Linked DNA regions of Sus scrofa: region 2 is linked to region 1. A link is a contact called in public HiChIP or PLAC-seq data. All regions are on one chromosome and are shown on one strand. The core of a region is the stretch at or near the end of the contact, and the rest is flanking DNA. Distances in the headings are between cores, read along the strand shown.

The links. HiChIP or PLAC-seq counts read pairs in DNA pulled down with a chosen protein or histone mark.
Region 2: an H3K27ac HiChIP or PLAC-seq map of skeletal muscle shows a contact between it and region 1, with 3 times the contacts expected there. The contact joins two enhancer-like sites. A contact is called at or near these places in 2 of 2 datasets of contacts at active chromatin or transcription factors (alveolar macrophages and skeletal muscle).

What each region holds. Positions count from the first base shown.
Region 1 is chr3:111,065,301-111,069,680 of Sscrofa11.1, forward strand. The region is part of intron 7 of BABAM2 (BRCA1-A complex subunit BRE); the gene reads right to left. Among named protein-coding and RNA genes, the nearest start is that of FOSL2, 220 kb to the left of the region's middle. Within about 2 kb of position 2,116, at least 32 of the 83 cell types and tissues checked have an H3K27ac peak or open chromatin away from gene starts, as enhancers often do. A contact at or near this core is called in skeletal muscle, where this site is marked.
Region 2 is chr3:111,447,483-111,452,113 of Sscrofa11.1, forward strand. No RefSeq gene overlaps it. Among named protein-coding and RNA genes, the nearest start is that of MRPL33, 11 kb to the left of the region's middle. Within about 2 kb of position 2,114, at least 3 of the 83 cell types and tissues checked have an H3K27ac peak or open chromatin away from gene starts, as enhancers often do. A contact at or near this core is called in skeletal muscle, where this site is marked.

The sequences.
Region 1 (4,380 bases), core at 866-3,365:
GATTATAATGGTCCCTCAGCAACTGTCAAAGGTTGGTTCCAGAACCCCAGCAGATACCAAAATCCACGGATGCTCAAGCCCCATATATAAAATCATGTAGTATTTGCATATAACCTATACACATCCTCCCATATACTTCTTTTTTTTTCTCTTTTTAGGGCCGCACCCGTGGCATATGGAAGTTCCCCGGCTAGGGGTCGAATCAGAGCTACAGCTGCCCCCTACACCACAGCTCACAGCAACACCAGATCCCCGATCCAATGAGTGAGACCAGGGATTGAACCTACATCTTTGTGCATACTAGTCGGATTTGCTTCTGTCATGCCACAACGGGAACTCCCCTCCCATATGCTTTAAATCATCTCTAGATTACCTATAATACCTAATACAAAGTAAATGCTATGTAAATATTTGCCTAAGTACAGTAGATTCAGGTTTTGCTTTTCGGGACTTTCTGAAATTTCTTTTTTCCGTGAATATTTCCATCTGTGGTTGGTTAAATCCACAGATGCAGAATTTGCAGACATGGAGGGCCAACTGTACTTACAAATAAATATATCTCTGAAATCCTTAAGGATCCTTTGTTAAGCTACTGAAATGTCCTCTATGAAACCGTTTCACTTGTCATTGGCTCAAACAATAGAACGTTTCTCATCATTCTGGAGGCTAGAAGTCCAAAATCGAGGTGTTGGCAGGGTTGGGTTTTTTCTGAGACCTCTTTCGCGGGCTTGTAGATGGCTTTCTTCTCTGTTTCTTCCCTCTGCGTGTGTCTGTGGCCCAATTTCATCCTTTTATAAGGACACCCATCATCTGGATTAGGGCCCACACGAATAATGACCTCACTTTAATAATTAACTCTCTAAAAATCCTATTTCCAAATATGGTCACATTTTGCCAGACCAGGAGTGGGGAGAGGTTAGGGCTTCAACACATGCATTTGGCTGGACCCCCATTCAGCCCAGAACGCTGAGGATGTATTTTCTCTGCTTCAGAGCCTTTCCTGCCCCACCCCCATTTTCTATATGACATGTTGTACATTTTCAAATGCGGCGTGTAAAATGACCTTCCCAACCTGGCTGCCTATTTTTTCCAGCTCCATCTCCTGTCGCTCCTGGTTCTGTTCGCTAGACGCTGACCCCACCAAATCAATCATCACTTCCCAAACATCCTCTCTCCCCGCTCCTAGTCTCTGGATTTACTGCTCGCTGTGGAGAACACTCTCCCGTGGCAGGTATTCATTCTGTAAAGCTATTTTTGTTGCCTGAGGCAGAGCCAAGGCATCCCCCTCCTCAAAGAAGCTGGAACGCTCTGCTATTATGGCACGTATCACCCTGACTGGCAATTCAATTCTGTACGTGTCTTTTTCTACCAGTATATTGGGGATTCCTTGAAGGCGAAGCCCTTGCCTCATCACTGATTCTGCTGCACCCACTGCGGACCTGGAGCACAACAGAAGCTACAAAAAAATCTCTCTCGAGTGAAGAAAATGGATAAATAGAGGAAAATATGCACAAACCAATGAAGGAGAAAAGGGTTTAATTTCCCTTTTAATGCCTAGGATAGTGGTACGGTATTCACCAAACTTAATATGTACTTAATATATGGACTGTTGAGTAAAACACCGACTGAGCCACTGAAGAGAACTCGAAACAATACAGGGATCTGGATAAATTTACTTTAAGAAAAGTTATGAAAGCTGATCGTCTTCGGGGTAAAAAGGAAATGGATTTTAAAAAGCCTATAAACTTCAGGGAAGAAGCGCCAAGATACATGTGACAAGGCAATCTGAGCTGCACTCAGATCCAAGAACAAAGGGTTCCCGGTTTAAGCTATGGAAGGGTCTGTTCCCAAAAGCAGCTGGGCAGAATTTCCTCACGCGAACAGTTCTTAATGTATGGGAAAAAGAGAAGAGCAAAACAAAACAAGCAAAGGCAGCAAAAGGGCATAATTAGTGTAAACAGTGTTGGTTGTTTTTTTTTTTTTTTTAAATGCATTGGACCAACCCCAAGAAGAATGTTGTGGGAGAAACATCTGTTCATTCGGAACATGACAGAACCCTTGACAGGCTCTGTGGCCTGTGCGTGTCCTTATGTGCCCGAGGTTTATATTTGTGCTCCCTCTGCTCAGACAGCACTGACAGTGGCCCAGAAAGAGGCCTGTTCCAGGCCAGGACAGCCTCCCCTGCCTCCAGTTAGGGCTGCGGGGGCAGCTCTCACTCAGTTGTGTTTGACACGGCAAAAACCACGCAGAAGGGAAGAGCAAACTCCAACTGTATGTCCTCCCGGGACTGCCTTGCTCTAGTTGCACGAGTTCCCACCAGCACTGTACTTTTACTGCGTGCATGGCAGTGACTGGTCATGGAGTTCCCTGATGGCCTAGCGGTTAAGGATCCAGCATCGTCACTGCTGTGGCTCAGGTCAATGCCGAGGTGTGGGTTCAACCCCAGTCCAGGAACTTCCACTAACGTGGGTATGGCCAAAAAGGGAAGGAAAAAGAAAAGAAAAGATTTCTGAAAGTGACCAGTCACGGGATATTTAGGGGGATTCGCATTTGTTTTCCATCCCTCTGGCCCCTGGTCTCAAGATACTAAGTGTGATCAGTTGAAAGAGTCTGTTTCCTCGTGCCAGATGTGCCCCTTGTAATCAATCACCGAATCTAGGAATTTCTGGGAAGAAGAGGGGTCCATGGAAAAATTCTTCTCCCATCTCCGGGATCACCTGTTAGCTTCTGCCTCCCCAGCTGAGTAGAGGTGAGTAGAGGCGGGCCTAGCGGTGAGATGAGCTTAGAACACTCTAGCCATCTGCAGTAGGCAGTGCCCTGAGGGCAGCACCCCCAAGGGGCAGGTGACGCTGGATCGCCTCACCTTAGAGCCTTGGGCCACGTGGGTCCCTCCTGCAGCCTCTGACCCGGTTCCACCAGCCCAGCCCATCTTACCCAAGTGGCACTCTTAGGAGGACACTGTGTCATGACAGGGTCAGACTTCGCCTCACCCTTCACCTTTCTTCTGGCTGTGCTCAAAACTTCTCTCGCTCTGCCATCTGCTTTACTTCCCGTTTCTCTTTCTAAGGCCTAGGGAGCAGGCCTTTTTATTATTCTTATTTTATTCTTATTTATTTTAAAATTATTCTCCTTCACCACGGCATGAGTGCCTAAATCTGGCACGTTACTACGTCCCAGGCAGGGGAGACTGCCTTACGCTTCTTTCTTAGACCTTTGCTCTTGGCTCCGTGTTATCTACACAAGGAGTTTAAGTTGTGATATCAGTGGTGTCCTGGTCATCAGTCACATGGGATTTCTTTTCAGATCCTTTTTCTGTGACCTGCTTCAAAGTCCAGGAAAAGAGCCCCCCGCCCCACACCCCAGAGGCATGGAGCTCTCTGCAGCTCTAAAGCCTCTCAGGAGAGTCAGCTACTGATTCATACAATGCAAGAGGCCACACTGAACCGAATTATTTTGAAAGTGGCCATTTGGGGCTGTAAAGAAAACCAATTCTAAACTTTACCGGAGTCCACCTACTGAGCGGGCTGGAACAAGCACTAGAGCTCAGAGCTTCACATTCAGAAGAAGGTCATGGAGAAAGCAGAGTAGCTGCATGCAGGGAAGGCGTGTGGGGAAGAGCAAGGATTTCACCAGGGGGAAAATGCCAGAAGCCGGCCTCCGAACATCTTGTCTTTAGGGCACCCCACTCTTATCTGTCCACACATGATACAGAATGTTTTTCAATAAAGATATTTGGTACCAGTTTTGATTGTCTATAGACTTGTGATTGAAAAACCAATTTAATCTCATGGATTGGATGGTTACTCCATAGTTTAATTTTATCTGAAGGGGAAAAAAAAAAAAAAAAAGCTGACATCTAGCAGTTCAACAAGTCTTTGTCACCAGAGGCCTGTGACACAAATCTCGATATTTTATGGGAACATGTATAGCTTTTCTTCATTTGTGGCTATAATTGCTGCTGGAGAAGCCCCAACATGTAAAGGTTGATGCTTCCGAATGTGCTGAAAGATGTTGGAACTAAACCATGCAGTGACAGCTATCAAAATGTCACCAGTGCAGTGTCATATTCAGTCAAAATGCTTCAGAATGCAAATGTTCAGCTCACACTGTTCTGGCTGTGGAAGGAAGAGGATTACCTGGCTGGCCGGTGGGGACCACGAAATCAGTTGCTGTGCATGGGTAGCTCTCAGCAAGGGACCCGGCACAGAGGGGGCTGCACCAGACGAGCTTTCCCGCATGGGGTGCCTCCTGTGTGTGGCTGTGTGTGTGCCAGACACTACGCTCAGTGCTTTGCACATTTTAACTCAATCCTTACAACTGCCCTCATGCCCACTTCACAGGTGACAAAACTGACTCAGAGAAAGGTTAAGGAACTGGTCC
Region 2 (4,631 bases), core at 864-3,363, 380 kb after region 1:
TCTAGAAGCAGTGACTTACTGATCAGGGAACCAAAAGCTGAAACTTGGAAACGGGGATTTCCGTCGTGGCTCAGCAGAAATGAATCTGACTAGCATCCATGAGGATGCAGTTTGATTCCTGGCCTTGCTCAGTGGGTTAAAGATCCAGTGTTGCCATGAGCTGTGGTACAGGTCGCAGACACAGTTCCAATTCAACCCTAGCATGGGAACTTCCATATGCTGCAGGTGCCGTCCTAAAAAAAAAGACAAAAAAAAAAATTGGAAATGGTAAGACAAGCTCAGTTCCAAAAACAGAGTCTAACTTAGAAAAAGGCAGAGATTTTCATCCGTTGTAGTTACTGCCATATTTATGGGCCCAGCACATAATAGGTGCTCAATAAATATTTTTCAAGTGACTAGATGAGGTGCGAATCCAGTTTCTGGAGCCAGGATATGAGGCTAAAGTGGAGCCAGTAACCACCATCTCTAGATGTCAACTTCTAGGGACAAGGTCTTTCTAGCCCCCTGCCCAGGACAAGATTGGTCCTGATGCTGGCACACAGCAGAACTCACGGCCACGTGAGGCAGGAGCGTATTAAGTTGTCCCATCCGTGAAGATTAAAAGGCTATATGGAAATTCAGCCAAGAAATACACTGGCCTTTCTCAAGTGCGTCTGCTACAAGAATGAGAGGCTGAGTCAACCAGTGGGATATATGGGTGGCCAGCGGAGCCCCAGCTCTGGAAATAACTCATTTGGTCTGGAGGAGGGATTCCATGAAGCTGCCGCAAACATGTTTATAATGGGTAGAATTTAATACACTCAGCATCAATCCTACTATTCCCTCTTTTCTATTTAAAGCAGATGTCAGTAAGACCAACCCACTGGGCAAAGGCAACTAATAGGGCTCTTATGGGTTGGGGAAACATTAAAGCCTACAAAGGACAAACAATGTTTCCTATTAAATCACCATAGAGAAACAGATCTATAAATCATGATCTTATTTCTAGTCTTCAGGGGTTCCAGTCTCGAAAAGAAAGTTTTTCCTTTTTTTTTTTCCAATTGTGTAGCATTATCCAGACTTTATGCATAATCTTGACAATAGAAGTTAGGATTTCAACCAAAATAAATCCATTCTCATCCTGCCCTGGGACAAATTGGGCTGCATATTTCTGACAGAGTCTTCGAAATGCCAGGCCCTTTGTCCTAATGATTATTTAAATACATTGTGAATATGAGAGAATGCCTCCCAAAGCAGGGCCATTTTTGTCATCAATTTCATTTGCTTGATTCCTGCAAGTGAACCGAGTAAGTAGATATCATGCATTCCCAATGGCTCATCTATCTACCTCCGCCTTGGACTGGGGTACACTTTTGATTTGTTTTTGTTTTTTTGCTTTTTAGGGCCATACCCACCATATATGGAGGTTTCCAGGCTAGGGGTCAAAACTCACAGCCACAGCAAGGCCAGACTGAGCTGCATCTGCAACCTATACCACAGCTCACAGCAACACCTGAACCTTAACCCACTGAGCGGGGCCAGGAATCAAACCCGAACCCTCATGGATACTAGTCAGATTCGTTTCCACTGAGCCACTACAGGAACTCTGGGGTCCACATTTAAGCTAAAAAGTTTCCATGAATAACTACTTTCAAAGGCATAATCATTTTCCATCATGACTTCCCGCCTCCCTCAACCTCACCTTCCACCTATTTCCTAACCGTCTCAGAGAGGCTGTCCCACAGAGGGACAATCCTGCCAACGTCTCTGCCACATCTCCTGGAAGCCTGGTTCCTGCCCAGCACGTGGTGCCTCGAGTTGCCAGGTGCATATGAGAAGGGAACACGCCATCAGACGTTGTACTCACTGGCTGCCAGAAAAGTGATTTAAGCTCCTGTACTCAACTGTCCTGCTATAAGGTGGTGTGAACGTATCATTGCACTTTTCTTGGCTTGTGAAAGGATGGCTAATTAACTTTCTCAGTTGCTTTGGAATAGCATCCAGTGGCAAGTTGCCATAGCCATGCGCATTCTCTGTCTTTCAGAGCCATTTTTGAATGGGTCTATGTTTCTTTTTGTTGACCGAGAGAGACAGGGAGTTGTCAGGTTCACAAGGATGACCTCACTTGAGCTTCTGTGGTTTGGGATCCTGCCTGCCTGTGTTTCACCCTGTTTTGCCTCCAAGGCAGAAGCCTGCGTCTCTAGCCAGGAGATTGTGGTTAGTTTCCTGGCCTCTGAGCGAGGTGGGGACACACCTGCACCCCTGAGGGAGGGAGAGCCTGCGGAGGGTCCTTGAGGCCAGGGCTGAGTCATTCAGCCGGGAGGCATATCAAATGGCATTAGAACATCAGTCTGGCACCCAAGGAGCAAGGGCCCGCACAATGATCTCCTCTATGTTAGCAATCTAGACCATTTTCAAACTAAAGTGAGGAAAGAGATTAAAGTTTGGTGTCAACTTACTCCAGCACTGGAGTTTGCTCTTTGCATGAAATCACCCCAAAAGAAACCTCAGCTTCACCGACAAGTCCAAGGGCACCCACTTGATAAGATTTCATGACAGGCCCCCCCTTCACAGTCCGGTTCCAAGACCATGCAAATTCAGAAAGCCCACTATAAAATCAGCACTTGGGTTTTTCTACCCAAATCACTTTTTTTCCTCAGAGAATTATTTGAAATGTAATTTGAATAAAACTGAGCCCCTTTTCTACCATAAGAAGTTCCATCTTCACATGGTATCTATGCAAAAGAAATATAAATTGATCTGCAAATGCCTTAAAAATACTGTAATTCTTTGAGAAGTTTCTTTTCATTTCTTCCTTTTTAGGGCTACACTGTAGATATGGAAGTTCCCAGGCTAAGAGTCAAATCATAGCTGCAGCTGCCGGCCTACACCACAGACACAGCAATGCCAGACCCAAGCTGCATCTGCTACCTACACCTCACTTTGGCAACACTGGACCCTTAACCCACTGAGCAAGGCCTGGGATCCAACCCACATCCTCACAGAGACTAGTCGGGTTCTCAACCCACTGAGCCATAATGGGAACTCCAAGACGTTTCTTAAAATAGCCATTTTTCTCACCCAAATTCCCACTCAACAGCTATACCCAGCCCATTCTCTCTCCAGAGAGCAGCTTCCCATGTTTTCTTACGCAGATTAAGTGTCTGACTTCTAGCATCCTTCCATCACAGCCATCATCTAATTCAGCCGTAAGAAATGGGGGCAGGGGAGCCAAGCAGCTCAGAATCCTCCCTTAGAAAGCTGGAAGGGAAGAAAGGCTGGAACTACCTGTGCCTCGGGGTCTTGATCCCAGGAGTGAGAACAGGGAAAGAGAAGGAAAAGGATGCCTATAGGGCCATTAGTACCTGAGGGTCCCTCTCCAGCCTCAAGACGGCAGCCAACAGAACAGGGCTGGGTTCCAACATGGCTGCCCTGATGTTCGCCTGCAGGCAGAAGGCGGGCGGTGAGATCCTGGGGACTCTCCCTAAGTTCCTGGGTCAACTTTACCCAAACTGGGGTAATTGCAACATATCTCTGTCTGTGAAGCAAGAGGTTTGAAGGATTCAGATGGTTTTGATGAAACATGGTGTGCGGCCAAAAGGGAAAAATCGGGATCCACATCTAGTTTGATATGCATTTCCTGTACGCCTTTCAAAAGATGTCTAAGATTCAGAATAACTGGGTCCAGTTTCATCTGGTACACGGTGAAGTTAAAGAGCTATGGGAATGAGTGTGTTTTGCAGGTTCCAAAGTTACTAATTAGTTCCGTGACATTAAGGTTAATGAGATAAAACATCTATAAATCAAGCTGACGCCTGATTCAAGAAGAAAGCCCCCAACTCCTTCTCCACCATGAAAACCCTATACTCTCACTTTTTCGGGCTATCCATTGGATTAGATTTGATTATGTGTGAACATATACACATGTATAATTATAAAATTCATACTTAAATTATATTTACCTGGCCCAAAGCTCCTCACTAAATTTATTCAAAACCGATAAGACAGTAAGGTGGATGTTAACTATGAACAGAATGAACGGATTTGATGAAAGTTTTAGGAGCGACCCTCCCCAAAGAGCGAAAGTCTATATATTAGATTCAAGATATGTGTCACTTCAAATGCGGACACAGAACTCCAGAAAATAAAATTATGGCTTTTATGGACAGAAGCTAAAGGTATTTTTGGAGCTTAGAGAATATTCTGATGAATCCTTTTGTAATTCGAAGGATCCTATCCCACTTACAGTCTCAATGTGTACATTTGGGTTTTTCAAGACGGTTATGAGTTTAGGATCCAGAGTAAGAGGAACCAGGAGCCCTGCCTTCTGCCACTTACTAGCCCTGTGTCCTTGGGCAAATCACTTACACTTCTGTGCCTCAGTTTCTGCTAAGAATAGAAGATCTCATAGAGTTTGCAGAGAATGAAATGTGATAACTCACGTAAATCTCTTCGCACAGGGCCTGGCACATAGTAAGCACACTGTGATGACCATGAGTGGTGTGGAGCCTAGCTGACCTCAGAATGTCCTTCTTGAGCCTTCTGCAGGCACTACATCGCCTTGAAGCCGGGGTGTAGTGAGACAAAGTTCTTTGCCATTGAGGATGAAGTTATGTTGCTCATGTTCAAGCTAGTTTGAGGGCAATCTGCAT